2 separate regions of the Sus scrofa genome follow, and region 2 is linked to region 1. A link is a contact called in public Hi-C data. All regions are on one chromosome and are shown on one strand. The core of a region is the stretch at or near the end of the contact, and the rest is flanking DNA. Distances in the headings are between cores, read along the strand shown.

The links. A called contact is a pair of places that touch in the nucleus more often than the background predicts.
Region 2: a contact with region 1 is called in a Hi-C map of skeletal muscle, with 11 times the contacts expected there. The contact joins the promoter of PDHB here to the promoter of ARF4 in region 1. A contact is called at or near these places in 2 of 47 Hi-C or Micro-C datasets (liver and skeletal muscle).

The regions. Positions count from the first base shown.
Region 1 is chr13:39,427,991-39,434,097 of Sscrofa11.1, forward strand. It overlaps ARF4 (ADP ribosylation factor 4), which reads right to left and starts at 2,187. Exons shown (of 6, transcript NM_001048072.2): 1 at 1,780-2,187. The coding sequence starts at 1,846.
Region 2 is chr13:40,165,203-40,171,309 of Sscrofa11.1, forward strand. PDHB (pyruvate dehydrogenase (lipoamide) beta) reads right to left here and starts at 2,300. Exons shown (of 10, transcript NM_001244398.1): 1 at 2,201-2,300; 2 at 2,059-2,115; 3 at 386-493; 4 at 233-295; 5 at 91-126. The coding sequence starts at 2,242. LOC110256254 (a long non-coding RNA gene) reads left to right here and starts at 2,443. Exons shown (of 3, transcript XR_002337600.1): 1 at 2,443-2,764.

The sequences.
Region 1 (6,107 bases), core at 937-3,436:
CCCAAATTCAAGTGCAAAACAAGAATGGCAAACCTGAGTAATATAACATTTAATATGAACGAATAATTTCAAATCATAATTTCTATTCCCTGCACAAATGCACAAAATTAAATACTTTCCTTGTTCCATTTTCTTTCAATCATTATTTCTGGGGGTAAGGGGGAGAAATGCTCCCCTAATATAGTAAACATAGGAAAATGTTTATAGCATTATTCTACCTTTCTTCTCCCTCTGAAACTTGCAGCCATCACAAAAGACTAAGACAATGAAAAACAGCAATTTATTTACAATAAATCTTAAGTAAAATATTACATACTACATTTCAAATACAACGCACTACAACTCCACGAACAGAACAGGCTGGAAATTCATTTATCACAGTTCAAAGTTCTCCCACTGACTTCAGAGCCTTTTTTAAACTGTCAATTTTCAATTACTTTTAAAGCTTAAATAATATGCTTGCATTCCTAAAATAATTGTCATTTTCATAAATGAAGTCTGACAAACTATGAGAGAGTAAACATTTTGAATTAATCTTTGTGAGTGAATCATCAACATTTGTTTTATGGATTTTGAAGCAGGAATAAGAGGAAAGTGAAAAAAGAACCAAATGTGCATACCCTCAATCTTCAAATACCTTGAAATATTACGGAATTTTGCTTTGGAAAACTTTCAAGTAAAACCTCCCAACTTCTCTAGAAAACAATCTAATAAACCAACAGATTTCAATGTTACAAGTTAGAGGGGCGCCTTATAGCATTATTCAGGTGCAAAAAGCTTAGCGGTGATGTAGAGACTACTCATAGTACTATGGGGAAGACGTTGCTTACATCACTCGACTAACAAGTCCCTTCTCCCTCAGCAGAGCAAAAATCGGACCCTAAAAAGCAATTTTTAAAAAGCCCGTTTTCCCTAAGAATTTTTTAAAACACCTTCGTAATTACTCTTTAACAAGGCGACCCTAAAATTAAGCGTCATTATGTTCACTTACTGAAAATGTGTTAGCACTTTAAAAGAATTTAGTTTCTAATTTATTTTCCATTAAATCTTCACCAGCTGGACAAAAATTACGTGGTCTGAAAATCAAAGAGAGTAAACCAAAGAGCGTGGCTAAAAGAAACATTCATGATAAACTCAATTTTCAGGAACATTAATAGGAAAAAAACAAAAAACAAAAACAAAAACAAAAAAACGTGAAGCAGAATCCAGAGCGAAGCAAAGTTTAGCGAAGAGAGCGCAGAGGACTCCGGACTCTACTAAAACCTTGGGTGTTCGCTCGCCTGCCACTGTACTGGGGCTGGTCACTTCCTGCACCGGCCGGCTCCGGGCGACCGCTCGCTCACATACCAAAGGAGGGTGAAAAGTGTGTACACGGGGCAGAAAGAGGGAGGAGGAAGGCTAAACTGCTGCCCACACCCGGGGAAGAGCAGAATCAGATCGCATTCTCAGAATGGGCCGCGCCAATATCTTCCGGGCTCTGCGAGATTCGACAGTTCGCTAACCTCACATCTCCGCCCAATTCCGTCGGGCTTTCAGTAGGATCGAGAGAAAACTAAACCCAGGAGGAAACCTTGCCCGCGGCCCCTTTCCAGCCTCCCCGACAGATGGGGCGACCGCCCATCCTTCGCCCCATTGTTCCCCCTTAAGAATTCTTCCCGACCCCCACCCCTCCCCCACTACAGCAGACGGGGAGAAAAAAACAGGCCCCAAGGCCGCCCAGAGCGTAGAGACCCGGCCGCCCCACCGAGGCCTGGCCTCATCCCTCAGGCCCTAACTCACCCATCAAAATGCGCATCTGCTTCTTGCCGAAGAGGCGGGAGAAGAGGGAGGAGATGGTGAGGCCCATGGCGGTAATGGCACTTGCAATGGGCAGGAGCAGAAGGGGCTTGGGGCGTCCCCGGGCCTTCTCCTTTCACGCTCCTGGCAAAGTCAGAGGGCGAAGAGGAGCTAAGGCAGAAAGAGCGCGGCAGGGACAGCTCGCTAGCCGGCGTGTCGGACGAAGCCCCGGGACAGAAATTAGCGGGGCAAGGACCTGCTCGACGACTGGCGGGGCAGCTCCGGCTCTGGCGTTAAATCTTCGCCTGTGCCACGTCACGCGGCAGCCGCGGCGACTTCGGCAGCGGCCCGGCCCCTCCAACGCGGACAGAATCGCGTCACCGCCGCCCCATCCCCCTGCGCTTCCGGTGCTACCCGAACCACTGCGCCTGCGCACGAAAGGGATTGGCCGTCTTCGCTGACGTGCGCCTCTGGCCAGCGTCAGCCCCCGGACGTGGCTCCTGGATCTAGGCGAGGCCTGTGAGCCACTGTGTACTGGGCGACAAATACAATCCCACAATGCCTCGCTTCGTCACTTCCAATCAGACTCGAGGAGAGACGTTTCTGTTTAGAGAAATGCATCCTGGAAGTTGTATTCCTTGATTCCGGAAAGGCGAGCTGTGCATTGTGGGTTAGGTAGTAAGCCTCCGTTCTTTTCGCCCTTTGGGCGTCTTTTTCTACGCAACGCGCTAAAGATTTCCTGGTGCCACGGAGGTACATATTTCACCCACGGGACCAGACACTTGCCCTAATGGAGGAGTGAAGACAGGCCCAGTTTTCCCAGAAGATAAGTTGTTAAAAGCCTGCCGCCAGGTCCCACTGACGCTACCTAATCCTAATCCTATGTCTAGAGGAGAGCTCCGAGACTTTTTTGTAGACTATTGCAGCTTTTAAAGAGGAGCCAATTTGAAGGGCTTGCTTTTTTTTTTTTTAATCTTTCCTAGAACAAGCATGGAAGATTTATCCCTTATGTTGAGGAAGTGGAAAGACTCCTCAGTTCAAAAATATTTATGATCTTAGAAGTTCCCATTGTGGCTCAGCTGTAACGAGCTCAGGTAGTATCCATGAGGATGTAGGTTGGATCCCTGGCCTTGCTCAGTGGTCTGGCGTTGCCATGAGCTGCAGCGTTCGTTGCTGTGGCTGTGGCTGAGGCTCGCGGCTGCAGCTCCCATTTCCACCCCTAGCCTGGGAAGTTGCATATGCTGTGCGTGCAGCCCTCCAAATAAAAAAAAAGAAAAAAAAAAAAGATCTTAATGTTTTCCAAAGTAAGGTATACAATTTGCAAAAAAAGATGTATAAAAGAGCAACCTCCCCACCTCCTATGGGTTTCTTCTATACTGTTGGTGCCGTTTAGTATTAAGTCATGCTCCCTATCTTTTTTTTTATCATTATTATTATTATTTTGTAATTTTTTGGCTGGCCTAAGCAGGCATATGGAGTTACCAGGCCAGGGATCAGATCCCATTGTGCCACAGTGGGACCTCCTCACCAACCATTTAGATCTGGTTAGAGTTTAACTGCGTTGGAAAATACATTCTTGAGCTTCCAACTAGATAAATTACTCAGGCTTTAAAAAATCATAACCACTCTTCATAGTTAGGATTTCGCATTCAATATTACTGTTGACAACCCTCTTCCCTTTACCCCCTTGTGTGAAAACGGTAAACGGGCCAAACTCTAGTTTGTTTTTCTGTGTTGTTTGCAATGGACTTGGCACACCATGACTCTCAAATATGGTTGAATGATGGTGGGATAGATAAACAAACTGTAGTATCTCCATACTGTGCAGTATTCTCAGGAGTTTAGGATGATGTAGAACTGTAAATCTAATGAAAAGATCGCTAAGATACATTTACTGAAAAAGGCCAAATAATGACTAAGTACTGTAAGGAAAGGTAAAAATGTAGATTTTCCGTGTGTGTGTGTGTGTGTGTGTGTGTGTGTGTGTGTAAATGCAGAACAAGAGCTTTGAAGGAGAGTCTGTAATAATGATAGTGGTGTAACTGTCTAGCCTATGTGGAGGGAGGAGGGCACCTTCCCAGAGAGTGAGGGAACCTAGTTTGGAAGTGGTAGTCAAAAGACAGCTTTATTTTGGAGTTCCTGCTGTGGTGCAGTGGGTTAAGAATCTGACTGTAGCAGCTCAGGTCACTGCATAGTTCCACAGCTATGGCTCAGATTTAATCCTTGTCCCAAAAAATTCCATATGCCTCCTGTGCAGCTATTAAAAAAGAGGGAAAAAAAGGCTTTATCTATTTATCTAACTTTTAAAAATCTGTTTTATTGAGATATAATTGATATGCAATAAAATTCATGAATTTTAAGTGTACAGTTTTATGAATTTAACAAATGTACAGTGTAGGCAACACCATAATCATATTAGTCATTTCTATTACTGCAAAAAGTTCTCTCATACTGCTTTTTAGTCATCCTCTTCCTTCACTTCAAGCCCTTGGCCAACCACTAATGTGTTGTCTCTATAGATTTGCCCTTTCCAATATTTCTTGTAAATGGAATCATACAGTATGTAGTCTGTATTTCATGTGTGGCCTCTTTCCCCTAGTAAAATGCTTTTGAGATTCATCCATGTTATAGCATGTACCAATACTTTTTTCTTTTCATTGTCAAGTAATATTCCATTGCATGGATATACCACTTTTTTATCCTTTCCTCAATTGATGGCCCTTTTTGGGTTATTTGAAGTTTTGAGCTTTTATTAATAAAACTGTTCATACATTTGAGAACATGTGTGGGTGTGGCTATATTTATTTTTATAAGATGAATATATTTATACACTACTTATTTATTTATTTATTTATTTATTTATTTATTTATTTGTCTTTTTGCCATTTCTTGGGCTGCTCCCGCAGCATATGGAGGTTCCCAGGCTAGGGGTCTAATCGGAGCTGTAGCTGCCAGCCTACGCCAGAGCCACAGCAACGTGGAATCTGAGCCACGTCTGCGACCTACACCACAGCTCACGGCAACGCCAGATCATTAACCCACTGAGCAAGGGCAGGGACCGAACCCACAACCTCATGGTTCCTAGTCGGGTTTGTTAACCACTGTGCCACGACGGGAACTCCATACACTACTTATGTAATTTAAAAAATGATCTTTGAATTTGATAAGTTCACCACTGTTTTTGGAGTTCCTGTTGTGGCTCCATGGGTTAAGTACCCAACTAGTATCCATGAGGATACAGGTTTAATTCGTGGCCTTGCTCAGTGGGTTAAGGATCCAGTGTTACCGTGAGCTGTGGTTAGATCACACACATGGCTGGGATCTGGCATTGCTGTGGCGGTGGCAGTTGCAGCTCCGATTGGACCCCCTAGCCTGGGAACTTCCATATGCTGCACATGTGGCCCAAAAAGAAAAAGTAATGGGATTTTATACTGCAAAGCAACTACTTTTTCAACTGAATAATATACTGTGGCTGTTTTAAAATACGAGTACCTGTAGATTTACCTGGTTCTCTTTTTTTGGCCACACCATGGCATGCAGAAGTTTCCAGGCCAGAGATCAAACCTGCACCACAGCTGTAACCAGAGCCACAGCAGTACTAATGCTGGATCCCCAACTCACTGAGGTCCCTACTTTATTTGCCTCACAAAGATGGCATAAATTTTATACATAAATCTTAAACTAATTTAAAGTTTCTTCCAGGGAAACTTTTTTAAAAAATAGGGAATGCAACTGTTTGACTACTTTCCTTCAAAGTATATATAGCATTCACATTCCTGACTTCCAGAAGAACTAGTACTCTGGTTTTCTGGAAACTTTAAAGCAGAGTGATTTTATGGCAGGAATTTATCTTGAGACCACAAATTCCACTAAGATTTGTATTTACCATCTAACATTTACGAAAGTTTCAGTGTTAAAGCAGCAGCAGGCTCAAAATGGAATCATTTGTGTCTCCCTCACCCAACAACAGCAAACTAAGATTTAATTGCAATTTAAACCCTTCCCAGAAATGTGCTCCTTAAAAGTCAATCTGAAAATACAGATAGCAGTAGTGAGGTAATCTCCATGATAAAGACCCCTGCCATTTCTTCTCTCTCCTCAAAGAAGATGGCCTGGCCTGAAACTATCCTTTCTTTTTGCTGATACCTTTTTGTCCAGCCCTCCTTCTACCTGTAAAAACCTTCCATTTTTGTACAGCCCCCTGGAGTGCCCTTCTCTCTACCAGTAGAGGTGCTACCAGACTCATCAATTGCTGAATAAAGTCAATCAGATACTCAAGCCTACTCAATTAAATTTTTGTTTTTTAACAGATTGGTGGCAGGAAAGGATCT
Region 2 (6,107 bases), core at 1,050-3,549, 740 kb after region 1:
ACAGCCCTAGAAATGGCAAAAAGACAAAAAAATAAATAAAAATAAAAAAAGAAATCTCTTTGGATGAGATTCATAAAGAGGACAACATACCATAGCCGCACCTACAGCAATTCCAGCAAAGCCCATCTATAAAGTGAAACACAAACATAAGTAAAAATCCACAAAAATTATTAGAGTGTACACTTTAATAGACATGCCTCCTCAAAGGCCTGCTTCCTGATGAAAGGCTTACCTCAGATATGGGAGTGTCTATGATCCTCTTATCTCCATACTTCTTCCACAGGCCTCGACTAACCTACAATTAAGCAACGACCCCATTACTTTTGAGTGTCCTGGGGGCAAACGGCCACCTCAATTCTGTATAGCTTTCATGTATCTTGGTTACCTTATATGCCCCATCATACTGAGCAACTTCTTCCCCAAGGAGAAATACCTTCTCATCTCTTTCCAGCTCCTCATCCATACCTTGATTTATAGCGTCACGAACTGTTACCTGTCACAGGTATGGGAAAGCAGTCAATGAGCTACAGGATTACTTAGGATACCATTGAGATTCTCTCCCTTTACCTAGGCTGCCCACAGCATACAATATAAAAACTATCACTAGAACAGGCTTCTCTTTAAAAGTTCAAAGAATCCTATCTAAAAAGACAAAAAAAAAGTTCAAAGAATTCTAAAAGTAACATTTCTATCACTCACAGCCAGTCTTTGATAGGATGTGTAAATGAGAAATACATTAAACACTTTTCTTGACATGCACCTAGGCTTAAGAAATCTGCTTGCAGGCAGTGCTTCTTTGCCCGTCTACTTGTACCTCTCACAAGCATCCTATCTTAATAAATCTATTTCTTACCTATAAAAAAAAAAATCTGCTTGTTGGCCAGATAAGCTCATAGATGGATTGATTACTACGTACAAAGTAGACTTACGGCATTCCCATTGTTGTTCAGTGGATTAAGAACCCGACATGGTGTCCATGAGGATATGGGTTCCATCCCTGGCCTTGCTCAGTAGGTTAAGGATCTGGCATTGCAACAAGCTGCAGTGTAGGTCACAGATGCAGCTAGAATCCAGTGCTGCTGTGGCTGTGGCACAGGCCTGCAGCTGCAGCTCTGATTGGACCCCTAGCCTAGGAACTTCCATATGCTGCAGCTGCAGCTATAAAAACAAAGAAAAAAAGTATACTAGGTAGTTTTATTTCCACATGTAGTATATTGTAGAGGCAGAGAACGTCAAGTAAGCTTAAATTATACTACATATTGAGCACTCACTAAGTGCCTGGTACTGCCAAACGTGTTGCCTTCAGCATCTAAGAGTTATTTTATCACACAGGTTGGTAGAATTTTCTAGTAACATAAAAAGGATAGAGAAGGAAATTCCTCAAAAGTTGAACACAGAATTATCATATGATCCAACAATTCCACTTCTAGCTATACTCAAAAGAACTGAAACCAGGGGCTCAGATACTTGCACACCAATGTTCACAGCAGCACTGTTCACAAATCCAACAGGTGGAAACAACCCAAAGGTCCATTAAAGATGAATGGATAAACAAAATGTATATGCCCACAACGGAATATTAACCTTAAAAAGGATGGAAATTCTGACATTCTACAACATGGATGAACCTTAAAAACATGGTGAAATAAACCAGAAAAAGGACAAATAAACCAGATAAAGGACAAATCTTTATTTACCACTTACAGGAGGTAGTGAGAATAGATACTCATATACACAGAAGGTACAAAAGAGGTTACCAGGGGCTAAGAGGAAATAAGGAGTTATTGTTTAATGGGTACAGTTTGTTTGGGATGATAAAATTCTGGTAGTGAACGGACAATATGGTGAATTACTTAGTGCCGCTGAACATACAGTTTAAATGGGAAATTTTGTATTTTACTACAAAAGTACATTTTAAAGGGGGTGAGAGAAGAAGTATGGAGTCTAATTAGATCGGCCATCTGATTTCAATGAGCCTTGCGCGGCTGACATGCCACCCCAGCCTCTGCCCCAGGACGAGGGACCCCTCCCTGTCTGGTTAGCGTCTGGGCCAATTACCTGCAGCGCCGCCGGCGCCGTGCGGTGGAAGCGCCTCCTCAGCAGCAGCCCGGAGACCTTGCGGGGAGAAAAAGGACGCTTAGAGGGGACGCAGGATGGCAGGGATCGCGCAGGATCCTGGGGCCAGTGAGCCGCTGCCTACCTGCTCCAGGGGCCTCCGCACCAGCCCAGCCACTACCGCCATTTTGAATGTGTCCTCTAGTCGCCAAGAAATGACAACACCGCGGGGCTGCAGAAGAGTCAAGCCCGCTCTTCCCCGCCGGTGCCGGCCAATGGCAGGGCACGGCGCCTGCGTGCCCCGCCCCCTATGGCGTCAGGGTCGAGGGGCGGGGCCGAGGAGGCGCGAGGGTGGTCCGTCAGCTTGGCTTGATGCCCACTCGGATCAAGTTTGCTGAAGGTGGGCGGTTCCTGGCACGCACAGTGCACGCCGAGAGCACGTCCCTGCTTGTTGGAGCGCAGTGACCCCAAGTCATACTCAAAGGTCTAACTCGAGGCTGAGGAATGTGTCAGGCCAGGCTTCCGCAGGCACTGAAATCCTTTGGGCACCAAGCCAAACTGGTGACTGGAAATTTACAATCTTACAAGCGAGCCTACTCCTTCTTGGACAGCACCGTCTATTGATTTCTTACAGTGTGAACCAAAGCTTTCACGTGTGCCAGGCGTTGTGTTGTGCTTTATGGCTTATTTCTCACAAGAACCCGCTCAGGTAATTAATAGCATTAGCTCCATTTCGCAGATGGTTAAACTGAAGCAGGGATTGGTTAAATCAGTCAGGGTTTGAATTTAGGACTGCCTGACTCTAAAGGGTAGTCTTTTATTACTGCTTCCTGAAGCAGAAGTTGGGGTCTGCGTTACAACAACCTGCATTTAGAGAGGGTTTTTGTTTTGTTTTGTTTTGGGTTTTTTTGCCATTTCTTGGGCCGCTCCCAGGACATATGGAGGTTCCCAGGCTAGGGGTCCAATCAGAGCTGTAGCCGCCAGCCGACACCAGAGCCACAGCAACACAGGATCCGAGCTGCGTCTGCAACCTACCTACAGCTCCCGGCAACGCCAGACCCTTAACCCACTGAGCAAGGCCAGGGATCGAACCTGCAACATCATGGTTCCTAGTCGGATTCGTTAACCACTGAGCCACGACGGGAACTCCCTAGAGGGTTTTATAGGGTCAAATACCTGATTAGGGAAGCCTTTGGAAGCTTCCTCTCATTGGTCTCTTTTTGACCCTGCATGCAGTGGTGGGGATAGGGGTGGGCGGTGGTCAGATAGGACCTCTGGGGACTCTGTCAGTCCTTACTCATGCCCAGGACATTCCAAAAACTCTTCTGAGGGCTGCAGGCTGCCAGTCTGGGTTTAATCTCAGGGCTCTCAGAAGCCAGCGCAGCAGGGAAGTGACCAGGTGAGGAGGAGTCTGGTTGCTGAGTGAGAAAGAGAGGAGGGGGATTCAAGCAAAAGCAGGGAGACCTGAGAGTCTTTGGCAGAGGGAGCACTGGACTCTGGAGGGTTGAGGTGAAGAGGAGAGAATAGGTTTGAGATCTGTTTAGGACCAGAATCAATAAGGTTGCCTTGAGGCAAGGGGAAAAAATGAGGAAGATTTGGGGAGTTTGTTGCTGTTGAATGGATGGGGGAGGGGAGGAGATGGGGAGCAGGTGGGAGGTAAGAATTCATTCTGAATACGCTGTATTTAGGTTAGTGGGTCAGACCAGGTTGGATATAGGAGCCTGGAGCTAGAGGCTGGAGCTAGGTAGCAGCAGAGATAGAAATTTGGGTGCAGCTGCATACAGATGGGCTTTCATCTCTGGGCCTCTGATTTGTCATCTGTAAAGTGGAGAGATTGTCTCTCAAGTATGCAGTGAGGACCTTCCAAGTCTCCCTCAGCACTGTCCCCTAGTCCCTTCAATCTGTGGACTGCAGTAAAGGTGCACAATGTGAGAGCTGTGAGTTTCAGTTTTATTTGAGGACTTACTGAGGATTGCGCCCCAGGGGACTGCCTCTCAGATGGCTCTGAGGAACTGCTGTGAAGAGGTAAGCACATACCTCATTTGGGAGATGGGTATGCAGTCAAGTACACATTTTGATGGAAGGTGCCTGATAGTCAGGAGACACGTATTTTAGTTAAGGATTTTAGTGCTTGTCTAAGTATGGTAACGTGCAAGAAATTGGGTTCATATCTTTTTGGCCTAAAAATATGTAACTGCCTAAAGGCCTGTTCTGCCAATTTTCTCAGAGCACAGAGTGTCTGATTCCTGATCTCCGTCCTGAAGTCCTTTCAGGGTGTGTTGATGATAAGTGACTCAGTCCTTGTAGAGCCCAATGGCAAGAGACATTCTTTAGTTGGTAAAGACTTGGCGAAAACCCCAGCACTTCCCACTCACAGCAAACCCTGGGAAGCCCCTGTTTTTGAGATATCAGCCCTCGGGGATTCCTGTGTTCTGCTTAGAATGAAAATGTGCATCAGCTCTCCCTCCTCTCCCACCATCCAGCACTGAAAGATTTCAAGGTTAAAATTACAAAGCAACAGGAGTTCCCATCTTGGCCCAGCAGTAACAAACCCAACTAGCATCCATGAGGATGCGATTTCAATCCCTGGTCTCACTCGGTGGGTTAAGGATCCGGCGTTGCTGTGAGTTGTGGTGTGGATTGTAGATGAGGCTCAGATCTGACGTGGCTGTGGCTCTGGCGTAGGCCAGCAGCTGCAGCTCCAATTCAACCCCTAGCCTGGGAACTTCCATATGCTGCAGGTGTGGCCCTAGAAAAAGCAAAAATAAGTAAATAAATAAAGTTACAAAGCAACAGGAGACATAAAGGTAAAGCAACAGTGAATCACCTGAAGAGAAGCCAGACTCTGGCCAGTGGTCTAGACAAAGGGCAGTATTCTTGGGCTATATGTACATAGAGATCCGCAAAAACCGGGAACATACAGTCTGTGCAGCCAGTCTGGCTGGTTCAATCAGGAAGGCAATGGCGAGTCCATAGGACTCAGCTGGTCTCAGATGGCAGTTTCCCTTTGAAATAATGACTGGACATTTCCTACCCATTAGGTATCTTCCTTAGTATATGTGCCTTCCTTTTAAAATTGGCCAGTTTTGAAAAGCTAGGTTTAATTTTATGATTCAGAGGAAAAGACACAAAAGATCAAAAGTGCTGAATTTTAAATCCATAATCTTTTCAAAGCCAATCTACATCCATATGCTCACTAGATGTGAGAGGAAAGGGATTGGCAAGTTCAAGTTGACCCATTAGGCCACTTCTGTCTTGGAATGAAATCTTTTCGAAGTCCTGTTGCAGGAAGGAGCACCTCTTCCAGAGTCCGAGAATGGGGTCTTTGTCTAACACTCGGAAATGAGCTATCCAAGGAGACACACGTGCTGATAAAGCAAAAGACTTAATGGGAAGGGGCATCGGTTGGTGGGTGGGGAGCAGCAGCGTAAGGCAACCCAGGAGAACTGCTCTGCCACTTGGCTCACAGTCTCTGGTTTTATCCGAATGGGGTTAGTTTCCCGGTTGTTTCTGGCCAGTTGTGTTGCTCGGCCCATACTTGGTCTGGCTCAGGGTCTTTGTTGGTGGCTTGGACCTCTCAGCTAAGATGGATTCCAGTGCCAAGGATTCTGGGAGGTTGGTCGTCTCCTCCCTCCTACAGGTCCCTCCCAAATTCTCCAAGTCTTCAGGACAGCACCTTGTTCCTTATCAGGGCCTGGCCAAGGTGGGCACTTTCAGTCAATAACCCTCAAAAACAGTTCCAGGAATATTTGTCCTCAAGTTACTTTAGGTTGTCAGTTGTCAGAAAGTCCTTCATCCAAAGTTTTCAATCTCCATAAGCTACACCAACTTTTTTTTTTCTGGTCATTGCAAGCAAGATTTATTAAAGAAGACTTCACTTTTTAGGTGTAATTTAAACACAGTAAAATGCATGTTCTCAGCACCCCAGAAAGTTCCCTCATGTCTCTTCTTGTTCATTCCCCTCTCAGGCAACCACAGACCTGATTTCCATTATCATATTTCTGTTCACCTGTTTTAGATTTGGAAATAAATGAAGGTCTACACTGTGTCCT